2 separate regions of the Mus musculus genome follow, and region 2 is linked to region 1. A link is a contact called in public promoter capture Hi-C data. All regions are on one chromosome and are shown on one strand. The core of a region is the stretch at or near the end of the contact, and the rest is flanking DNA. Distances in the headings are between cores, read along the strand shown.

Evidence for each region. Promoter capture Hi-C pulls out the DNA fragments that hold promoters and counts their contacts.
Region 2: a promoter capture Hi-C map of cranial neural crest shows a contact between it and region 1. The contact joins the enhancer-like site here to the promoter of Eapp in region 1. A contact is called at or near these places in 8 of 39 promoter capture datasets (the 3T3-L1 cell line, 3T3-L1-derived adipocytes, cranial neural crest and 4 more) and 4 of 115 datasets of contacts at active chromatin or transcription factors (astrocytes, differentiating embryonic stem cells, stem cell-derived neural progenitor cells and 1 more).

Annotation. Positions count from the first base shown.
Region 1 is chr12:54,693,982-54,698,887 of GRCm38.p6, forward strand. It overlaps Eapp (E2F-associated phosphoprotein), which reads right to left and starts at 1,913. Exons shown (of 6, transcript NM_025456.4): 1 at 1,730-1,913. The coding sequence starts at 1,803. Gm22513 (a small nuclear RNA gene) reads left to right here and starts at 2,801; the gene lies at 2,801-2,964.
Region 2 is chr12:52,893,777-52,898,682 of GRCm38.p6, forward strand. All of the region lies in intron 4 of Akap6 (A kinase (PRKA) anchor protein 6), which reads left to right. Among named protein-coding and RNA genes, the nearest start is that of Gm51971, 98 kb to the left of the region's middle. Within about 2 kb of position 2,050, at least 82 of the 459 cell types and tissues checked have an H3K27ac peak or open chromatin away from gene starts, as enhancers often do.

The DNA.
Region 1 (4,906 bases), core at 663-3,162:
AGATCTGGGAACCTAATCCAGGTGTTCTGCCAGGACAGCCAATGCTCTTAACCACTGAGCCATCTTTCCAGCTTTCCTTTTGGCTTCTCGTATTATCACACTGCTTTCCAATACCATTATACCAATTCATTAACTAATTCTATTAAACTAAAAAAAAAAAAAAACTTTCTTCAAAGAACTGAGTTTTATTTAAATAAAACCAATATAATTATATACAATTAATATCCCAACATAAAATATTTAATAGGAATTAAATACTATAATTTAATTTAAAAGACGTGGAAAACTATGCTACAGCAAACTGTGAATAGAGAGAACTATGCACACTGACTATTCTTCCTGGAGCTGGAAACTGAACCCAGCATTTCATGCACCTGTTCTACCGTTGAGCTACATCATAGCCCTAAGAAAATTACAGTACATTCCAAATTCTAACTAACTTCTGTCATCGTAGACTGACTTCTGTGATTAGTTTCCTATCAACAGAATTATAATAAATGTACATCAATAATAGGAAGAAATAAAACAACAAAAATGAATTAAGTCAGGGCCAGCAAGATAACTCAGCAGCAGACAAAGGGCTTGTCACCAAGCCTCATGACCTGAGTTCAATTTCTGGGACCCACATGGAAGGAGACAAGTTGTAGATTAAGACGCGGAGAAAAAAGCCAGGCGTGAGCTGGGCGTGGTGGCGCAAGCCTTTAATCCCAGCACTCGGGAGGCAGAGGCAGGTGGATTTCTGAGTTCGAGGCCAGCCTGGTCTACAAAGTGAGTTCCAGGACAGCCAGGGCTATAGAGAAACCCTGTCTCAAAAAAAACAAAACAAAAAAAAAAAAAAAAAAAAAAAAACTGCGGGAAAAAGAACAACAAAGCAAAAGCCAGCTGCAAGAAATGCCTTGGACATTTTTTTCTTGTTTTAAGACAAAATCTTACGTAGCCCAGAACCAGCTTTGAACTCTTCACCCTCTGGCCTCCTAAATGATGGGATTATAGGCATACACTACCATGTCTGACTTAATTCATTTAACTTTTAAATTACAGTTTTAAAAATGTTGTGTATAGCCGGGCATGGTGGCGCATGCCTTTGGTCCCAGCACTTGGGGGGCAGAGGCAGGCGGATTTCTGAGTTCGAGGCCAGCCTGCTCTACAGAGTGAGTTCCAGGACAGCCAGGCTATACAGAGAAACCCTGTCTCGAAAAACAAAAGAAAGAAAGAAAGGAAGAAAGGAAGGAAGAAAGAAAGAAAAATGTTGTGTATATGGGCATATGGGTGCTATGGCATGCGTGTGGAGATCATAACTTAAAAAAAAAAAAAAAGCCCATTCCTTTTTTTTTTTTTTTCCATTCTCTATTCCCTAGTTTCTACTTGACAGTCTTCAAGATAAGTACTTCGTGCTAAGGGCCAGGCCCTCACTAGCTTAGGACACTGTCCCATACTTGTATTTCCATTTACAGATGCGAGGCCGAGAACTGACTTGCCTTCGGTCACAGTGCTAGTAAACGGTAAACAGGGTTCCATCTAAGGCTTCACGCCTGGGGGCCCACGTAATTCCGGAACATCCCTCTTCCCGCACTGCTGTCCATCCTGGTTCCCTAGAGACTGAGCAGCGCCATCAAGCGCCCCGAGGCTCCCGCAAGTGAAGCGGACGACACTGCGCCCAGGGACGGCCGGCGCGAACAACACAACGGCCTCAGCCAAGGCAGGGCGGAGACGCGGGGCAGCGGCCCACCTGCTCAGAGCCGGCTCCTCGTCGCTCGGCTCTTCCACCGCGTACGGGTCATAGTCATCCTGGAGTCGGTTCATGGCGACCTGAGGACGCCTACACCGCCCCGGCGTCTGTGTACTCCGCCAGCGCCTTCCCCAAAGCTTCCCGGAGACTCCACTTCCGCCCGTACTGCGAGTCCTTCCTGTGCGCCTGCGCAAGCCGTCCAGTGACAAGGATGCAAGAGACGGGGCGTGCGGAGGGTCAATGTTAACACGTCTCTACGTTTTCTTTTCCGCTGAAAATAGCAGTTGTCTTTGTGCATTTTTCTTCTCGCCGCCGCCGCCGCCGCCACCTCCTCCTCCTCCTCCTCTTAACTTAAGCTTTATTTAGGTTTTGAAAAGGTCTCACTAACCCAGTCTAACCTGTAACCAGTTATGTAGCCCAGGCTGGCTTCGCTCTGCTTACCGTGACCTGCGGAGAGCTGAGATTACAGTTGTATATCACTATCCAGTCAGATTTATTTCTTCAAAGTTGTTATCTTAGCCCTTCTCTCATGGTTTTTATTAGGTTTATTGGCTGTGTGCAAGTAAATAATGTATAATAGACCTACTCAGAAAAACACCACGGAAAAACGATTTTTCTTTTACTAGTTAAACTTAACAAGGGTGGATCTCTTAGAATCCTGTCCTCCGCTAGCAGAAACTGAATTGAGCTAAAAAAAACTTTTTCTTTGCCCAGAGCCTGGGCAGAAGCTTAGGTTTTGAATTCCAGATTCGATTGCCCACTACCAACAAACCCCGCCCCCGCCTCACAGCCTTAGTGGGCGGAGTCGCGTTGAGGGGCCTACAGACGAGTTCCCGCGGCGTCACCACAAAGGCGTGGAATATGTAGATGAGAATTTCACGCAAAGGCTACCGGTTCTCCCTAAATAGACATTTTTTTCCGTTATTGATAATATTTACATAATATAAGCGTATATTTATGGATCAAGGTTAGAAAAGAGAATATAATGTAGAGAAGACGCATTGAGGAAGAGACCGTAGTTATAAAGTAAGTATACAATGATGGAGAGCCTGCACACGGCACTCGCAACTCATACTTACCTGGCAGGGGAGATACCATGATCACGAAGGTGGTTTTCCCAGGGCGAGGCTCATCCATTGCACTCCGGATGTGCTGACCCCTGCGATTTCCCCAAATGCGGGAAACTCGACTGCATAATTTGTGGTAGTGGGGGACTGCGTTCGCGCTCTCCCCTGGCATTTTTGTTGAAAAAATAGAAAACATTTACTTTAGCATTGCGAAAGACTTGCTTTCTACCTGGTGTTTTAGTTTTTTTTTTTTTTTTTTTTTTAAAGATTTATTTATTTATTATATATAAGTACACTGTAGCTGTCTTCAGACACTCCAGAAGAGGGCATCAGATCTCATTACGGGTGGTTGTGAGCCTGGTTGCTGGGATTTGAACTTCGGACCTTCGGAAGAGCAGTCGGGTGCTCTTACCCACTGAGCCATCTCACCAGCCCTAGGTTTATTTTTGAATGATGTGTAAGGTAATTGTCAGTTGAAATAAGTTTTACTATCTCAGTTAGCACCAACAACTTGTTTTCTTTTTTTTCTGGTGTTTTCAAGACAGGGTTTCTCTGTCCTCGAACTCACTTTGTAAAAAGGTCAGATACTAACTGTTTAGGTGAAGCAAACCCAAAAGGTGTTGTATTTGCTAAGCTTTATGTAAACATGACACTAACTTCATGAAAACTTTGAGAAGATTCATATTGGGAAGTTGGACATCTTAATCTGTACAGGATGGAAAGGCTCATTGTGGGCGGTACTACCCCTGGGCCGGCACTCCTGCCTGCTAAGGTATGAGGGACTAGTAAAGTAAGCAACATGCCTCCACAACCTTTTCTTCAGTATTTGCTACATCCTGTTTCTGCCTTGAAATAAACCCTTTCTGTTCTGAAATAAACCCTTCCTCCCCAAGTTAGTTGATTTTGATCCTGGACCAGAAACCATAAGACAGGCATCATTTGTTGCGACCCAATTAATTTCATTAGGTTTGTCTGTATGAAATTTAATGTAATCTGGGAGGTGAGGGGTCTCCCCTCTAATATGTACTGTTATTTTGCTACATTATCATGTTGCCACGATGCCTTCTAAATATTTATATTTATACTCAAGGATTTGTGTTGCTTTCAATTGTCCGGTTGAAAAACTGCCAAGCGTTTTTCTGCAGCACATTAGTGTAGAGGTTTCTGAGGAGATCCACAACTGGTCAAAATGCAAAGAATAAGGAACAGGGCTCAACTGCAGGTGAATGGTCTATATCTGCTCCCACCCGAGATTCTGGGAACTCGGGAGAGGCCAGTCTTCTGTGAGAACTGTCTAGACAGGACCCAGCTGCTGCATGCATCACCTCACTGAAGCTGTGGTTACCAGCACAACGAGGTTGCAGGGATAGCTCAGTGGCTAAGAACACTTGCAGAAGACCAGATTTTCCTTCCCAGCACTGAGTGGGGCAGCTCATCTGCCTGTAACTCCAGTTCCAGAGGCAGAGCAAGGATATTGCCCAAGACCTTGGTAAATAGAGAGAAATCAAGGAAGATGCGCTATCTCAACCTGTAACTTTTTCCCACATTCAAACACACACACATGCGCTCATACATGTAAACATACATGCACACCGCACATATCTACATGCTTTTTGCTTTTTCGGGTTTATTTTTGGGGTGGGGGTTGTTTTGGGTTTTGTCCTCCTGGAACTTACTATGTAGATCAGCTAGCTTTGAACTCACAGAGATCTGCTTGCTTCTGTCTCGGGCCCAGTCCAAAATAAATTTTAAATTGGTGTGTGTGCGCGCTTGCAAGTGTGCCTGCCTGCCTGCCTGATCCCCTGGAGCTATAGTTATAGGCACTTGTGTAATGCCTGACATAAGTGCTGGGAACCAAAGTTGGACCCTCTACAAAAGAATCTAGTACTCTTTTTTAAAAATATTTATTTATTTTATGTATGTGAGTACATGGTAGCTGTCTTCAGACGCACCAGAAGAGGTCCCATTACAGATGGGACCCATTGGATCCCATTACAGATGGTTGTGAGCCACCATGTGGTTGCTTGGAGTTGAACTCAGGACCTCTGGCAGAGCAGTTAGTGCTCTTAACCACTGAGACATCTCTCCAGCCCCAGAACCAAGTACTCTT
Region 2 (4,906 bases), core at 800-3,299, 1.8 Mb before region 1:
AAGCAGAGGCCAGACTGGAAGCTGGATGTGGAAAGCTATGTCAACCTCGGGGCCAGCCCCAGAAACTCATTTCCTGCAGCAAGTCTCCACCTCCTTAATGTTCCATGACCACAGCAGCAAATAGCTGGGGAGCACGTGTTCAAGTATGTGGGCCTATGGGGGCCATTCCCCATGCAAAGGGTGAAGCAACCCCACTGTCCTGTTAGGGAGAACCTGAGAACTCCCCTTCTGCCCACAGCCCCACCCCCACCCCACTCCCGCCTCCGCGTCTTCTCTCCTTCCATCTTTTCTCTCATCCCTGCCTCTTTACTCTTCTGGACCTTGTCTTCACTCCAGCTCCCGAGAAAGAAAGAGAGAAAGGCAGCCAGCTTTCTTCTGTGGACGTGAATGTTTGACATATTTCTTCTGTTCACACACCATTGGTCCAGGTCACCAGGGAGCTTCAGAAATGAACCAGCGTGTTATTGCTACAGATATGTCTTGCTGTAACTGCTGCTTAGAACAACTTGGTGAAAGGAGGGGACTGTGAAGTTAGAAGGAAAGGGGCCAGAGAGGGAATCGAATGCCAAATATCTGCACAGCAAAGTTACGAAATGAATCTGTTTAATGAATGTATGACTACATGAATGAATGACTGTAAGAAGCTAAGTGTAAGCTTCTTCTAGACTAGGGTCATAAACCAATGATCCAAGGGACCAGGTGGATTGTGGAAATGAGTCGTATAGGATGCATAAATGAGGGACAGTGGGCTGATTCAACTGGAGCCTACACAACATGTCTAAAGGACAACACCTCTCAGCTGCAGATGCCATTTGTGTGGGAATGTGACTTTGTACGGCAAGAGATTTTTTTTTTTTAAGTAGGAAACCTACATTTTATGTGACATCTCTCAGTTTTAAAATTTTAATCTGAGCCGTTTTTAAATAGATCCAATAAACACATTCATGGCAAAGATTTGGCTTCAAGTCACCAAGCTGCCATCTTTGATGGGAAACTACTTAAGGTTTTTAAGCATATAAGATTGGTAGCTTCTATACATTAATCTGACCCTCGTTTGGGGACATGCCTCTAAGCCATGGCGATTTTCAGCTGTGGCTGCTCGTTACAACTGCTGGAGGTTATCCCAAACACCCCAACCTCAAACCTTACCCCAGAGCGATTAAATCAGGCCCTATTGCTTTACAAACTCTTCCAGGAGGTCTGGCAGGATGGCTCTGTGCATGAAGGCGCTGGCGTGCAAGCCCGGAGCTCTGAGTTTGATCCCTGGGACCCACTAAAGGAGAATGGAGAGGATCAGTCCCACAAACTGTCCCCTTACTGCTCTGCACGTGGTATGGCACATACATATGCACACACTAATAACAATTGTTAAAGTTCTTCAAGCAGTCGCAATGTTCAATTAAATTGCACAGTAATCCTTTAGGGCCAATTTTAAAGGGTTTTGCAGTAGGCTGTTTATGTTACTACATAACTGTGGATCCATAAAGATGATTTGTTACGTTTTTGGGTCTGTCTTAAAATAAGAAAATGACTGGGCGTGGTGGAACACGCCTTTAATCCCAGCACTCTGGAGGCAGAGGCAGGCAGATTTCTGAGTTCAAGGCCAGCCTGGTCTACAGAGTGAGTTCCAGGACAGCCAGGGCTATACAGAGAAACCCTGTCTCGAAAAAAACAAAACAAAACAAACAAACAAAAAAAGCGGAGAAAAAGCTAATTTTCAGATTTCAAGTTGAAAATTGGGGGCTAGGAGAAGTAAAGATTTAATAAACGGTTCTCAGGGAGCACATCAAGTTAGGTTACGCAGTAAATGTTATCTTAAATGCCAACACTATGGCCGTAATCCAAGTTGAGAATTCTAAATCAACACAATGGTTTTAAAGATAAGCCCACAAAATTCTCTTTAGGGATAAAATAATAAGTCTTCAGAGTAATGTGTTGTGGCAACGCCAGGAGAGAAACGCAGCCTTGCATTAACCCTGCTGATAGATTTGTTGAGCGTGCCAAGGTCATTGTTCAAGGTTGGTTGAGAAGAACCACAGCTTAGAAACAAATCCCTTCTTGTTTTCCCAGGAGGAATGCTGCAGTGCCTTCTGTGGTTTCTACAAAGCTTGCCATGGGCCTTGACAGAATATTAGTGATGATTTACCACCACCGTGAGGCTATGCTAGGCACTGCATCTGGTTCTCTTGGAAAAAAAAAAAAGTTCTGTTCACAAATATAAATGTGAAAATGAAAATCTCAAAAAAATTGTAGGGTGGTGTGTGTGTGTGTGTGTGTGTGTGTGTGTGTGTATGTGTGTGTGGTGTGTGCTGTGGTGTGGTGTGTGTGTCTGTGTGTGTGTGTGTGTGGTGTGGTGTGTGTGGTGTGTGTGTGTGGTGTGGTGTGTGCTGTAGTGTGGTGTGTGTGTGTGTGTGGTGTGTGTGTGGTGTGTGGTGTGGTGTGGTGTGTGTGTCTGTGTGTGTGTGTGTGTGTGCTGTGGTGTGTGTGTGCTGTGGTATGGTGTGTGTGTGTCTGTGTGGTGTGGTGTGTGGTGTGGTGTGTGTGTGATGTGTGTGTGTGCGCTGTGGTGTGGTGTGTGTGTGTGTGGTGTGGTGTGGTGTGTGTGTGTGTGGGTGGCGTGGGATGTGTGGGGGTGGTGGTGGTGTGGGGGGTGGTGTGTGTGTGTATCTGTGTGGTGTGTGGTGTGTGTATGTGTGTGTGTGTGTGTGATGTGGTGTGTGTGTGTGTGTGTGTGTGTGTGGTGTGGTGTGTGTGTGTGGTGTGTGTGTGTGTGTGGTGTGTGTGATGTGGTGTGTGTGTGTGTGTGTGGTGTGTGTGTGTGTGTGTGGTGTGTGTGTGTGTGTGTGTGGTGTGTGTGTGTGGTGTGTGTGGTGTAGACTCTTTCTTGGTATGGAAGGACCATGACTAGGGAAGAAACCCAGGTATCCGTATGACTACAGCAGCAAGATGCCGTTGACATTCAGGTTTACATTTTAAAGACAATTTTAAATTTTGAGAGAAGGAGGGCAAGAAGGAGAGAGAGAGATAAGGATATAGGAGAAGATGAGGAGAGAGAGGGGGGAGGGGGAGAGAGGGGAAGAGGGAGAGAAGGAGGGTTTTTCTGCCTTGTGAGCTCCAGGCTGGCTACCCCATGAACCTCTGAGTGACTATCCAGTCCCCTCCTACCAGCTCATAGGAGCACTGGGGTTGGTGGCCTGGTAGCAGCATCTCCAGCTTTTGACGTGGTCCTGGGATCCAAGCCAGGTCATCAGGCTTGTGTGGCAGCTTTTATCCATTGAGTTATCCTGCTGACCCACGTTTAAAAATACAATTAAAGCAACGCTTAGGACCCCAGTGAATTATTCTCTTCTCCTTTAAACATGAAACAACAACTTTTCATTACTGTGTGGTATTTTGGAAGGAGACAATCACAAATCTGAAAAAAAAAAAAGATATCCTCTGTTGCTTACTTGTAGAATTTCAGGAAAGATACTAAATAGCCATTCCTTTCATACTTTATCACATTTGATTGATAAAATATGTAGATAATACCACCGTTATTAGTGAAGAAAGATAGAAAAGCTACTACTCTGACCAATGATTCACAGTGGGCAATTGAGTTTTATTCACAACTCCACTTATTAATTACGAACACTTAAGTCTCTTCAAGTTTACAATCAAAGTTCTATGATTTTAGTTTGATTTTATTTCTTGAGATATAATCTAACTTTGTAGCCCAGGCTGGTCTGGAACATACTCTGTAGTGCAGACTCGGGCTTGCGGTGAGCCTCCTGGCTTGACCGCTTGAGTGGCGAGGTTAGCGGTGAGAGCCACTGTGCTTGGGTGCACTTTGTAGTTTTGAGATGTGATATATTTTACCACACCATTGCACTGACTGCTTTATGAAATCCCAGAGAACGAGGACTACATGAATGCTAATCTTAATGTTATTATGATTTCTCCAACGAATCTGGAGAGTTGGCATCAATTATATTGAACAAAGCTGCAATAAGAACCTTTGCTTCTGTGCAAAGCATTCTTTGGTGTGTTTTCCTCCAGCATGGGGCTCTGGATGAGCTTCTCTTAGAGAATCTTAACGGCCCGTGAAAGTGAGGCTGGATGTCAACAAGCTTGGATGTGGGAAACTATTCCTGATGCAGTCTCAGCACTGTAAGATGGAAGAAGCAGATGTCTTGGGAGAGCGGGGCCTTGCTAGAGTTTATAAGATGCCTAGAGAGTGACCAAAGGTGACAGACAGGAAGAATTAGGCATGGGCTAGTATGAATTTGTGTCAAATGAGGTCAGGTAAATGTCACATACTGGAAACATTCATCTTGGCAGACTTGCCTCTGGGATGTCTCTCAGTACTGTCGCTTGTCCTCTGTTCAGACAAGGTAGGAAAAAACCATTCTCAAAGCCTAGGTTCTATGTCATGGTCATGAGTGACATCAGCCTGTGTGCGAGCCAGAGGGTCTTACTTGCTGGTCTGACTTGCTTTGTGAATAAAAGTGTTATCACGAAAGGATGCTGCCAGTAAGTCGGGACCGCGTGCTCTCCGTCCTTCAAGCTGGAGAATGAAGGTGTTGGCTACTTCCCAAGAAGCGAGCGGCTCTGTCTGCTTTCCACTGACCCTCATGCTTTAACTCGGGTAAAGGAAGTAATTGTGCTTTCTTGAATGTTTTAAGAAAATCATATTGGCAAAGTGTCACTTATAGGTGATAATCTGTCATTTCCCCCTCCCACGTGTGTGTATTTGGAAGACAGAAGATGGAGCAGAGACAGAAACAAAGGTGTACGTTACAGTTAGCAAGTTAGTACTTTATCGTTTCCTCCTTTCTGCCCTCCAAACTGAATATGGCAGAGTTGATGAAACTCTATGCTTATGATTTCCTTAATTTCTGTAGTATAGAGATTTGTATTCATATTT